Regions from separate parts of the Mus musculus genome. Here regions 1 and 3 are each linked to region 2. A link is a contact called in public Hi-C data. All regions are on one chromosome and are shown on one strand. The core of a region is the stretch at or near the end of the contact, and the rest is flanking DNA. Distances in the headings are between cores, read along the strand shown.

Region 1 (3,523 bases), core at 674-3,173, 160 kb before region 2:
TAAAGAGTTTATGTATCAGGATTTATATGAATAGCTTTTCTTTATTGTGATCACTGATCCAAAGCTGTAAGATTGTCATGTGAAGGTCGGGGGACACAATGATGTAAGAAGAAATGGGGATTCGAGATGAGGTTGCATAGTCTTAGGGCGGGGCGCTGGCATCTGGAAGTCACCTGGGTGCCTTTGCCATCCTCCTGCTCCAGGGGCCATACCCCCACTTCCTTCCATCTAGTCTCAGTACTCCATACTCTGCCCAGCATCTCCTGGCATGAGTGGCAAAACACAGGCTTTGCCTGAGAGATTTAGCTTATATAATATGTGTATGTGTGTATGATGCAGATCTCAGATATCTATCTGTATGTATATAATGTGTTTTTTCTGTATCTGATATATATGTGTGTATAATGTGTTTTTAATATTATTATATTAAAAAATTATTATGAGTTTTCTGTGAGTTTACTTGATTTTTTTTTTATCATGTTTGCATCCTTCTTCAACTCTTTCTAGAGCCTTCCTTTTCTACCCACAGGAACCAGTTAAACCACTCTTGAGTGTATCCCCCAAAGCTTCATCTCATGTTAGAGAGACAACTGCGTGGTGTTAAAAAGAAAACTGCATCTGCTTAATGAAGAAAAGCAGTGGACCTCAGGAAGAAGGAGTCACCGCTGATCTGAGGAGGAATGACTGAGATACACCAATCACTGTTCGTATGTGCCGCTGGCCACTTCTGTTAAATGTCTAAAGAACAGGTAAAGCTCTGATATTTATCCAGGGATTGAGGACAGAAAAGATCAAATTCCTTTCCATGTATTCAAACAGTTTAGCCAAAAGTTAATGTTTAAAAATCTGGTGGAAATATAGAAAAACTTCAAATAAGAGGAAATTGAAAAAAAAATCCAATGAAATAGCGAGGAAACAAACTCAGGAGCAGAGCACAGGGGTGATGTGCTAAGATGATGAGGTCTGTTTTAGCTCTGGAAGGATGGTTAGGCTTTGGGACATTAACTTATGCAATCTGCTAATAAAGGCCAAAGGGACAAATGAAAAAGCATCATCCACACAGAGCCAACAAAAGAGGTAGCTTGCATTTTTGCATAATCCAGTTCCACTGTCTGCCTCTAGTTTCTGTTAGTTTGGCTTCAGACTGTGTGGTGGTTCCATTTTTGTTGAGATGCAATGGTGACGATTTATAAACACTGATACACACACACACACACACACACACACACACACACACACACACACACACACCCTAACTCTATAACCTGCTCAGCCTGTATAATGTTACTTGTATGTGTGTTTTCAGGGCTGACCATTTGGCACTGGACAAGCAATCAGTGTGCTCTTCCCCAGAGAAGATCACCCTCGCACTAGCTTTCCTCATTTGCCTATGGTTCTCTGTGTAGGGTTGCGCTATTATTTTTATTAGCATATTTATTCAATCCTTAAAGCACATTATCTATCTTAAAAAGGATTTCAGAGAACCCATTTCTTTCAGGTGCATGCGTGTCTATACTGCAAAGGAGCAGGGGAAAAAAAAAAAACACCAACAACTGAGCACTCTATTCAAATGCGTTTTCACAGTGGTATCACTTACCAGGCAGCCTGGGAATCAAGCTATATGAAAGAAATGGCAAAATCTGAATAGACTAGGGACTTTCCACGTGGGCGGTTCTGAGCTGAAAGCTCATCTTTACAGAGCCAGGCTTCCTGAGACCAGATTCGCTCTGGATTTATCTCCGGGAAGATAATGCCCAACCTTCAGAAGATTTCTGGGAAAGAAGAAACTGGAAAAAAAAAGCACTGAATTAACCACGCTCCCCAGGTGCAAAAAGCAACTTCTCAGACACACAGAGGGGACCTGATAAATAGAGTTGTGACTGGCCTTCGGGTAGTACAAGGAACTTCTCAGCCTTTGGCAGCACAGTAATTTATGAGAACAAGTGGAACCTGCAAGCACTGCTGTCTTGCTTGATTGCACCATGATTGCTTTTATGCCATTGATATCAAACTGAGCATAATTAGAAACTATTCTAACTCATAACAAACAATGTGCTTTGTTTTTACATGACTGAATAACCTCCCACAGAAGCAACCTCTTTGTGTCAAAGACTAGAGTTCCTCCTATCCCTCAAAGGAATGCCAGTTCTCTCTCATACGATCCATAGGAGGTGTTGAGGGACTTGTTTACTCTACAGTGCAAAACTGGGTTAATGTATGTTGTCTGCATTGCAAACTCACCTAAAAGATGGACAAAATATACGGCAGAGAACTAAGTACCAATGAATTCTGTTTTATGGCACAGACTATATATGGAATCTTCTAAGTACAACTGATTTTTTAAAAAAAGAAATCATTGTAGCTAGGAGAGGCTAAATAATGCATGAAATTCAAACAACAAAATCAAGGTAACAACAGGATAAAGGATATTTTGAGTGTTTTAATGCATTTATGATAGAAAATGTGAGAGATTTGTATTTATTCATCCTAAATCAGTATATATACATATATATATATACACATATATACATATATGCACACATACATATATATACACACATATATAAATACATATATACATATACATATACATATACATCATATACATATATCTGAGCTTATTGCTCCAAAGTGTAGCTATGACAAACATATTCTAGAGAAGGGAGAAGTCCCCTCTACTTACCAACTTACCTTGAAACCTCAAATCACTGCAGGGGTAGGTATATCCTCTTCCACTGAGGCCAGACAGGCAGCCCTGTTAGGTGAACAGGATTTACAGACAGGCAAACGTGTCAGGGTAAGCCCCCTCTCCAGTTGTTGGGGAACCCACATGAAGACCAAGCTGCACATTTGGTTGTACGTGGTCTAGGTCCAGTCCATGTATGTTTTTTGATTGGTGGCTCAGTCTCTGGGAACCTTCAAGAATTCAGGTTAATTGAGGGCGAGGTCCCAGGAAAGAGAAAGGGAAGCTGGCAAGACTTCCTTTTGTTCTCTAACCATTTGGGAAGGACAAGGGCACGGCGTGTTGTGTGGGTAGCTATGGAGGATAGGCAGCTACCTCTGGGCACAGAGCATAGGAGAAGGAAGCAGGCTTGGTTAAGAGCCCTAGAATTTTAGCATCAAGTAGAAAAGTCCTGAAAATCCAGGTCAGACACATAATTTGTAGCAAAGGTTTTACCAAAGAAGACATGGGACAAAGCATAATGAATGAAAACCTACGGTGGGGGAATATTTAAGTTATGGCCCTCAATAGATGTAGAATTGCCCCCTCTGAAGGAATTTGGGAGAATGGTTGATGAATGACTGGGTGACATTTCCCCTCAATTAAATAGGCAGAAGCCAGAGACAATAGATGCCTAGTAGGTGAGGAAGGCTCATATGGTAAAAACTGACTGGTATCTTTTGATTTATAAATGTCTTTAATGGATGGATTTTAATGTAGGTAATGATACTATTGATACATAGATAAAATCAAGAAATTCTGGTGTGCTGTTGTATACTAGGACGACTATAGGGAAAAATA
Region 2 (3,571 bases), core at 546-3,045:
TACCAGCACCTTTTGCAACGCCACATAGATCCAGATACGATTTACGTTTTTAAAAATTTCACACCGATGCTGGAGCACACCTGTGCCTACATGGTATCTTACATTGGTAGCAACACAGATGTTTTACCCCAAATAATTGTTTATTAAGTAAGAATGCACAGGAAGGATGTCTAAATGAGTGGGTTAATTTTTAACCATTCCAATCATTCATCTCACAGCACCACAGTAAGTGGTACAAACCGCAAAGCATTTAAGCAAAACACACAATCCAGATGGATTTTTCAAAGATCGGTCCAGAAACTGTAGGCTCAACAGGGCCTGGGAATCCTGAGTCTCGGAATGCCAGAGCAGCAAGGAGGGGCAGCCAGAGGTTGGAGGCTGGTTCCATTTTCCTCTCTTCATCTCATCTTGAATTGTGGCACACACGGATTATAGCAAGCTGGAGTTATCTGTCCCAGGCGGTCCACGTGGTCCCCACCAGCTTCTTTAGCGAGAGCCTCCAGACCGCCTGGATCTCTGAAGAGCCCGGCTGCTCTTCTCCAGCAACACAAACATTTACATGCATTGTTTACTTATGTATCGGCACAGCCAAGCATTTAGCCACCTATTCAATCTTTCAGGCTATTTACTCTCGCATGAACTCATCCAGGGAGAGATTGTGTGAGAGATCTACCCACTGCAGCTCCCACCAGCGCCTCGCTTTGTCTCGCTCCTCGGGGTTACCATTACAAGGGTAATGATTGCGCGGCGGGCACCTGCCGGGGGTCGGGGAGCTTCCAAAGTACACGAGTTTCACGAGAGCTCGGAGCTGGTAGGGTCTACTTTATGAGGATGTCTGGCTTCCCACTTTGTCCCTTCCGATGAGCGGATGGGTAACAGGATGACGCTCTGCCCTGCCAAGACGGAGTAGATACTTGGGTGTGGTCTCTCCAGGATGAGTTCCAGTTGGTATAGTCCAGCCCCAGCGCTAAGGTGAGGCTAAGGTTGCCGTTTCTCACCCTCTAAGGCATTCCTGAGAACAAGAGCAATATTCTCACCTCTCTCTCTCTCTCTCTCTCTCTCTCTCTCTCTCTCTCTCTCTCTCTCTCTCCTATTAAAAATGCTAGAAATCCCCCCACCCGGAGTTCCGGCTGCTCCCTGGCCCTCCCTGGTTTAGGGACACATACACACATCCCGCACGTGGAGTTCCTTCCGCTACACCCCAAGTTTTGTCTCGTGTGCTAGCATGGAGATTGGGGGGTAGGCGGGGGTGATCAGCTACTCCTGACTTACGGAAAGCCTAGTCAAAATTAACCAGTTCCAGGCTCAGAAACAGAACAAAAGCCCTCCTTCCCGAGGCACTGGCCTCCAGCAATCAACAATTTCCTTGTGCTTTGATGGACCCGACCCAAGGGGCTGCCAAACGAGCAGCGCACAGTCACACTCGGTGACTAATTCAGCACGGGTGCCTTATCGACGCCCCCCACCCCGCCTCCTCCTCCTGCTACAAACTGAGCTCTGACTTCTCCAAAAGTACCTGCCACTTGGAGCCAACCCCCACCGCACCCCTCCCCACCCCCGACCCGAACCGCAGCAACACCTCCGCATCATACCGGGAGCTCGCCCAGCCTTGCACAGCGCCCTCCTCCCCCGCGCGCCGTAACCCCCTCCCTGCGCATCGCTTGTACTCTAGCCACGCCGCCGCCCGCCACTGCAGCACCGAAGGGAGGAGGCGAAGGAGGAGGACCGCAGCGTGGCCGCCGGGAGCCACTTTCCCGCCCCTCCTCTCGCTGCCGACTAGCTCAAAGGAGTCACCACTGCGCGCGCTGCAGGAGAGAGTGGCAGACCGAGGCGGCCCCGGGCTGCAAGCGGAGGGGTGCTCGCAAGGCGACGGCTGCAGTGCAGAGCGGTGGCTCAGGGCAGGGGGTCCCCGGCGCCTGAAACGGTGAGTAAGGAGTCCCCCGCAACCGTGGCAAGGGCTCGTTCCGTGCTAGGTTTTTCTTCTGTGCCGGGAGACCCAGCGTTGTAACCAGAGAACTTTTTGCAGCCTTCCAGAAGCGCAACTAGCGCAACTTTGCCAGCTCTGGCCCGGGAAAAGCGGCTGCAGGTGAGGCAGGCTGCCCGCTGGGTACCTGTGTTGGGATGGCAAGCAGGAAATCTCACTGAGGCAGTCGAGTGGCCCCGGGTTTACTAGGCAGAGGCAGGTTAAAGGTGCGCTATGTTCGGGATTCAAGGGCAGGTGGGTGGGCAGCTGCAGGCATCTCCCGACTTCTTTGGGGGCGCAGGGGTGGGGGAGTTTCAGGGAGGGCTGGAGAGACTATTCAAAACAGGCAGCCGGGAGCGCCCACTATCAGCGAGCCATCCCCGCAGCCTCTGGCTCAACTTTTTCTGCGGGGAACCCTCTGCAGATGTGCAGAAGTGGTTGGAAAGCACGGGGAGCCGCAGTCGGCTCTGCGGGAGGCTAGCAGAAAACCCGTCAATTTTCAAACTCTTACACACACACACACACACACACACACACACACACACACACACACACACAAGCTGAAAGCAGGAAAGCCTGCTGTGGCCCTTTGTAAGAATCAACACTTCTCCAACACTGCACCTCTATTGAGCAAAACCCTATCGAGCGTCCACTATGCGCCTAGGGGCGCAGCGAAGCGCATCTAAGAGTGAGGATTTCTTAGGAGAGGGACTGTCCCCAATGATGATGATGATGATGATGATGATGATGATGATGATGATGATGATGATGGCAGCAACAATTACTACCGAGGTATCTAATTTAAGGACAAGAGGAAATGGGCGACAGGTCACCATCTTCTCTTGGTGGACTTTTCCTCTCCAACTGGGCTCTAGAATCGAGAATACTTTCTCCCGCGAACTGGAACGCCTCTGGCCAGGAAGGAAAGAAAGATTTTAGAATGCCGGGATGAACTTGGCTGGGGAAGCCAGCACCCCACCTCAGATACAAGGAGCATCTCTGTGGGCGTGCGGGAACCTCAGTCCGCCACGCGCGGGGGCGGAGAGGGAGGAGCTGAGTCACCAGCTCTGGAAGTACCGCCTGGACCATGGGAGCGGGGGGGGGGGGGCGCTCGCGTCACCCTCTACGTGTGGGCGTGATGCAAATACAGCCCCGCAAGGGGAGGGCGCGGTGGAGGGAGGGCTAGGAGACCCAGCCTGTCTGGGAGCGCGCGCGTGTGTGCGTCAAAGGCTCCGGAGTGATGGATGCCCTGTGGCGCGCCCTGTGCAGACGGCAGCGACTGGAGGGACTCGGGTGGGAGGATAGACTGCGGCAGGGGTGGCAGGGGATGCCGGGCAATACAGAGGCTGCAGGCAGGCAAAGAGCTCCGCAGTGTGCCGCAGTGGTAGCACTGGGAAGGCGTCGTCTCAGCAACCAGGATTCCCCCGGGTGCCCAGACATCTTTTAAGTCTCTGAGGGATGCCCAGATGTTCCTTTCTCCCGTCAGACTCCCTTCCTTCCTGCATAGCTGATTGACTAAGAAAACGGGCGGGGAGGGGGGCGCTTTTCAGTTTACTTTTTGTCCTTAGCAGGAGTAAGACAGTTCTTTCAGAGTCCATTCATTTTATG
Region 3 (3,787 bases), core at 498-2,997, 220 kb before region 2:
TCTGTACAGTTTAAAGATGTTTAATGCATTTAAATATTTATTGCTCATATTTTTTTTCTCTTTTAAGACTTCTTTAATTTTTTTCCATTTATTGATGTGATGATATTTTGGGCATTCTGGTGTGTTTAACTTTGCAGTAATTTATATTCTATATATTAACTTCTTGTTTCAAGTATAGCTTGCAAAGATGTTTCTCCCATTCTGTAGCCTGCCTTTTCGCGTGGCTGATATTTCCTTTGGTGTGCTGAATATATTTGAATATTTTGTGTAATCCTATTTCTCAGTTCCTAGGGTTATCAAGTTTGCATTTTGAGCCTCTATTCTGGCAGATAGCAAGAGCTAAATGCTAGGTTAAGATCTCCTGTCTTCTTTTCTACAGGGTTCACACTGTGGGCCGCCGAGGCACTGGAATGGAGTGGGCCTCTGACATGGAATCACTTTGCTTCTCAATTTCTCCCTCTCCCCAGCTGCAGCTGAAACACCCTCCTGTGAGTCAGGGAGAGAGGCTAATAGGACAAGCAGCAAAGATGGAAGGAGCTGTCCTCCGTTGCCACTCATAGACTGCCTGGCCTCCAGCTGGTCCCTCCTACCAGTTCCACAACTCACCGTGTAGTCAAATAGTGTGTGAGATGTGTCGCATAGGAACGAGGACCCAGGAGGCAGTGCGAACAGAAATGAGGGTGCAAAACTAGTAGGAAGGGTAGGCAAGCATGAGCTGTTAGCCATGGCTGGGTTAACAGGCAAGCTTGCTAGCTACTCCTAGTCAGAGATGTCCTGGTTTTCAATAGAATTCTTCCTTTCACTATATATGTCAATGTATAGATCTGTCAACATTTTAAATATTTAAAATATGCTCTATAATATATTATCTTATATACATAAATATATAATGTATAATTTATATTTTGAGCCCTCCTGTATGACAATCATATATGACTTTATTTCATTATCTATCAATCACTTATTCATTCCATTCATAAAAAGAGCAGTTAAAAATCAAAATGTGGGCTGGAGAGATGGCTCAGTGGTTGAGAGCACTGGCTGCTCTTCCAGAGGTCCTGAGTTCAATTTCCAGCAACCACTTGGTGGCTCACGACCATCTGTAATGAGATCTGATGCCCTCTTCTGGTGCATCTGAAGACAGCTATAGTGTACTTATATATAATAAATAAATAAATCTTTAAAATAAAATCAAAATGCAAGTTGGGCATGGTAGTGCACGCCTTTAGTTCCAGGGCTTGGGAGGCAGAAGCAGGTGGATCTCTGTGAATTGGAGGTCAGCCTAGTCTATGTAGTGAGTTCCAGGATAGCCAAGGCCACACAGTGAGACCTTATCTCAAAACAAAATACACACACACACACACACACACACACACACACACATACACACACCCCAAAACCCAATACAAACAAAAACCAACCAACCAACCAAAAACACCCCAAACCCACCTCTACAAACAAAACAAAACAGAAAATCAAATGCAAATAAGGTGTTTCGGCATATACCAATGATGTCACCACAACATGTAGCTTGGGAGAATACAGGCAAATGTTTTCCTTGGCCCAAGTCCGCCTAAACAACTGTGCATGCTTTGATTTCTTCTGGAAGAAAAGTCTGCTGCCCATTCTGTCCGTTCCTTGGAGAAAGCAGAAGGCAGCCCGGCCAGGTCTCCTTAGCGTGGTCTTCACGGCAGCCTGGTTCGTGCAAGGCACACGTCGCCATTTATTTCCAAAGCTGCTGTTTGTGCTGTTATTTTTCTTTCCATCTGATTCACTCTGAGTCATAGGAAGACGTTCTCATTGTGATGGGGTGCACTGCAGAGACGGCTGACTCGCTTGTTCCACACCATTAAATTCTTGCTTGTGTCTTTCAATCAGAAATGGTTTGGCAAGTCACAGTGCAGGAAAAAAGGGGGCATGACAGTTCTGCCTGGGCGGATTCAAGCTAGGAAGAAAAGGAGTAATGAAAAGATTTCTGGTTTGTTTTCACAGGAAAAAAAATAGACAAATATGCTTGATAAGCGACTAAATCTCTCTGTCTGAAATGGTTCTTAAGCAACCAAGGGGTATTTCAAAAATCGCTCCTGATGAAGGATTTCATTATAGTACGCTGCATTCCCAGGCAGTCAGTGAGGGTTGGTGGGAATCACCATAGTGGAAAAAAAAAAAAGCATTGACAGATTTCACATATTCTTTGTTATCATCCTGCACCCAAATCCATTAGCTTATTATCCCCAGGCAAGGAACTGAAATCCTGTGTCAAACGGAAAGGAGGTGATTTTCCAGGATGCGGGAAGTTACTGTTCATTAAGAGCTTGTTGATGCTGCGCATAGCTTGAAAAATCTTAATTTGGACTAAAGTGGTCCCGGACTCAATGAGAATTCCTGCCAAGGAGCTAGGACAAGGGCAGTCTGCCCCTTAAGGGTATTAAAATCCAGGACAAGGCAAAAAGCGGTAGATTTTTCTCATCTCTCTCAAACCCAAGTGTGGTACATTTGGAACATGAGGACAATGGATTATAACCTCATATTTTGACATCCCTTTTGCCTTCAAACATTAACATTCAGTTGCTCTGCCATAGTAGTAATAATTCTACTCACAAGGGTGCAGGAATTGTGACACGGTAAGATGGTAGAGAAATGCAGTTTGTTCCATTAGTGGCCAACAATGGGAACTAAACGTGCTAGTGATTTAGAGTGCTTTGTATTAAGAAATGCACACACAAAAAATACATTTCTTTCATTGGGGTAATTTTACGTGAGTCAGTCTCTCTCTCTCTCTCTCTCTCTCTCTCTCTCTCTCTCTCACACACACACACACACACACACACTTGCCCAGCTTAACTGTACAGCTTGCAGTACGATCCATCCTCTCTGCTTCTGAATTCAGCTCACGCAGCCTGCTCGAAGGCTCCGAGGAGGGTCGAGCTGTTCTGAAATGGTCATCATGACCCATTACACTCTGCTCCTCATAGCCTCTGTTCCCAGTTCCATGTGATACTATGATTGTGAAAGAAAATATAAAATAGATGCTGCTCTTATACAGGGCAGTGTTATAGTTACACTTGTTTAAAACCTCCTTTGAAATGCCATTAAAAATCCAGGGCCAAGACAATATGGATGTATTAATACTACTTTCATATTTGAAAAAGTACCTTAGAAGAAAAGATGTTCATTAAGATACTTGGTTTGTGTGGGGAAGTAGACAACTCAAGTTGGTAATTTAATGCCTACAGGTATACTGAAAAATATCTATGTCCTCAGAGCAAAATCATTTTGCTTAAGGATACAGTTGACGTTTATTTAAAAGTTTGATGAGGTGGTTTACATATGTAATTTTGGCATTCAGGAGGTAGAGGCAGGAGAGTCATTGTAACTTTCAGGCAATCTTGGGCTGCCCAGTGAGATCCTGTTTGAAAAATATTCACCATAAAATTGTTTTAAATCTAAATTTTGTCATGTATGTGGCATATATTTGTGCATGCATGCCAGTGCACATGTGTATGGGTGTGCTTGTATAAGGAAGCCATATGTTAGTGTCAAATGCCTTCCTCAATTGTTTTCCACTTACCTTATTTATTAAAACAGAATGTTACTGAATCTGGAGCTGACTGGTGTGGCTAGACTGGATAGCTGGCAAAGCCTAGGGATTCTCTTGTCTGCCTCGTAGCCCTGGGAGTACAGCACTGGCAGTATTGCCAGGCCTGGCTCTTCCACAGTACTGGGTACTGAACACAGGTCCTAATGTCTATACAATAAGTACTTTACCAACCAAGCCATCGCCATG

The links. A called contact is a pair of places that touch in the nucleus more often than the background predicts.
Region 1: a contact with region 2 is called in a Hi-C map of uterus, with 2.8 times the contacts expected there. The contact joins the enhancer-like site here to the promoter of Sv2c in region 2. A contact is called at or near these places in 3 of 39 promoter capture datasets (the 3T3-L1 cell line, 3T3-L1-derived adipocytes and trophoblast stem cells), 3 of 484 Hi-C or Micro-C datasets (cerebral cortex, nephron progenitors and uterus) and 1 of 115 datasets of contacts at active chromatin or transcription factors (neural progenitor cells).
Region 3: a Hi-C map of the N1E-115 cell line shows a contact between it and region 2, with 3 times the contacts expected there. The contact joins the enhancer-like site here to the promoter of Sv2c in region 2. A contact is called at or near these places in 3 of 484 Hi-C or Micro-C datasets (the N1E-115 cell line, cerebral cortex and embryonic stem cells), 4 of 115 datasets of contacts at active chromatin or transcription factors (embryonic forebrain, embryonic hindbrain, forebrain and 1 more) and 2 of 9 other capture datasets (liver and pancreatic islet).

The regions. Positions count from the first base shown.
Region 1 is chr13:96,286,146-96,289,668 of GRCm38.p6, reverse strand. No RefSeq gene overlaps it. Among named protein-coding and RNA genes, the nearest start is that of Poc5, 100 kb to the left of the region's middle. Within about 2 kb of position 1,923, at least 3 of the 459 cell types and tissues checked have an H3K27ac peak or open chromatin away from gene starts, as enhancers often do. A contact at or near this core is called in uterus, where this site is marked.
Region 2 is chr13:96,130,801-96,134,371 of GRCm38.p6, reverse strand. It overlaps Sv2c (synaptic vesicle glycoprotein 2c), which reads left to right and starts at 1,795. Exons shown (of 13, transcript NM_029210.1): 1 at 1,795-1,924. It overlaps Gm29543 (predicted gene 29543), which reads right to left and starts at 1,647. Exons shown (of 2, transcript NR_167969.1): 1 at 1,593-1,647; 2 at 122-1,012.
Region 3 is chr13:96,349,506-96,353,292 of GRCm38.p6, reverse strand. No RefSeq gene overlaps it. Among named protein-coding and RNA genes, the nearest start is that of Poc5, 37 kb to the left of the region's middle. Within about 2 kb of position 1,747, at least 23 of the 459 cell types and tissues checked have an H3K27ac peak or open chromatin away from gene starts, as enhancers often do. A contact at or near this core is called in the N1E-115 cell line, cerebral cortex and forebrain, where this site is marked.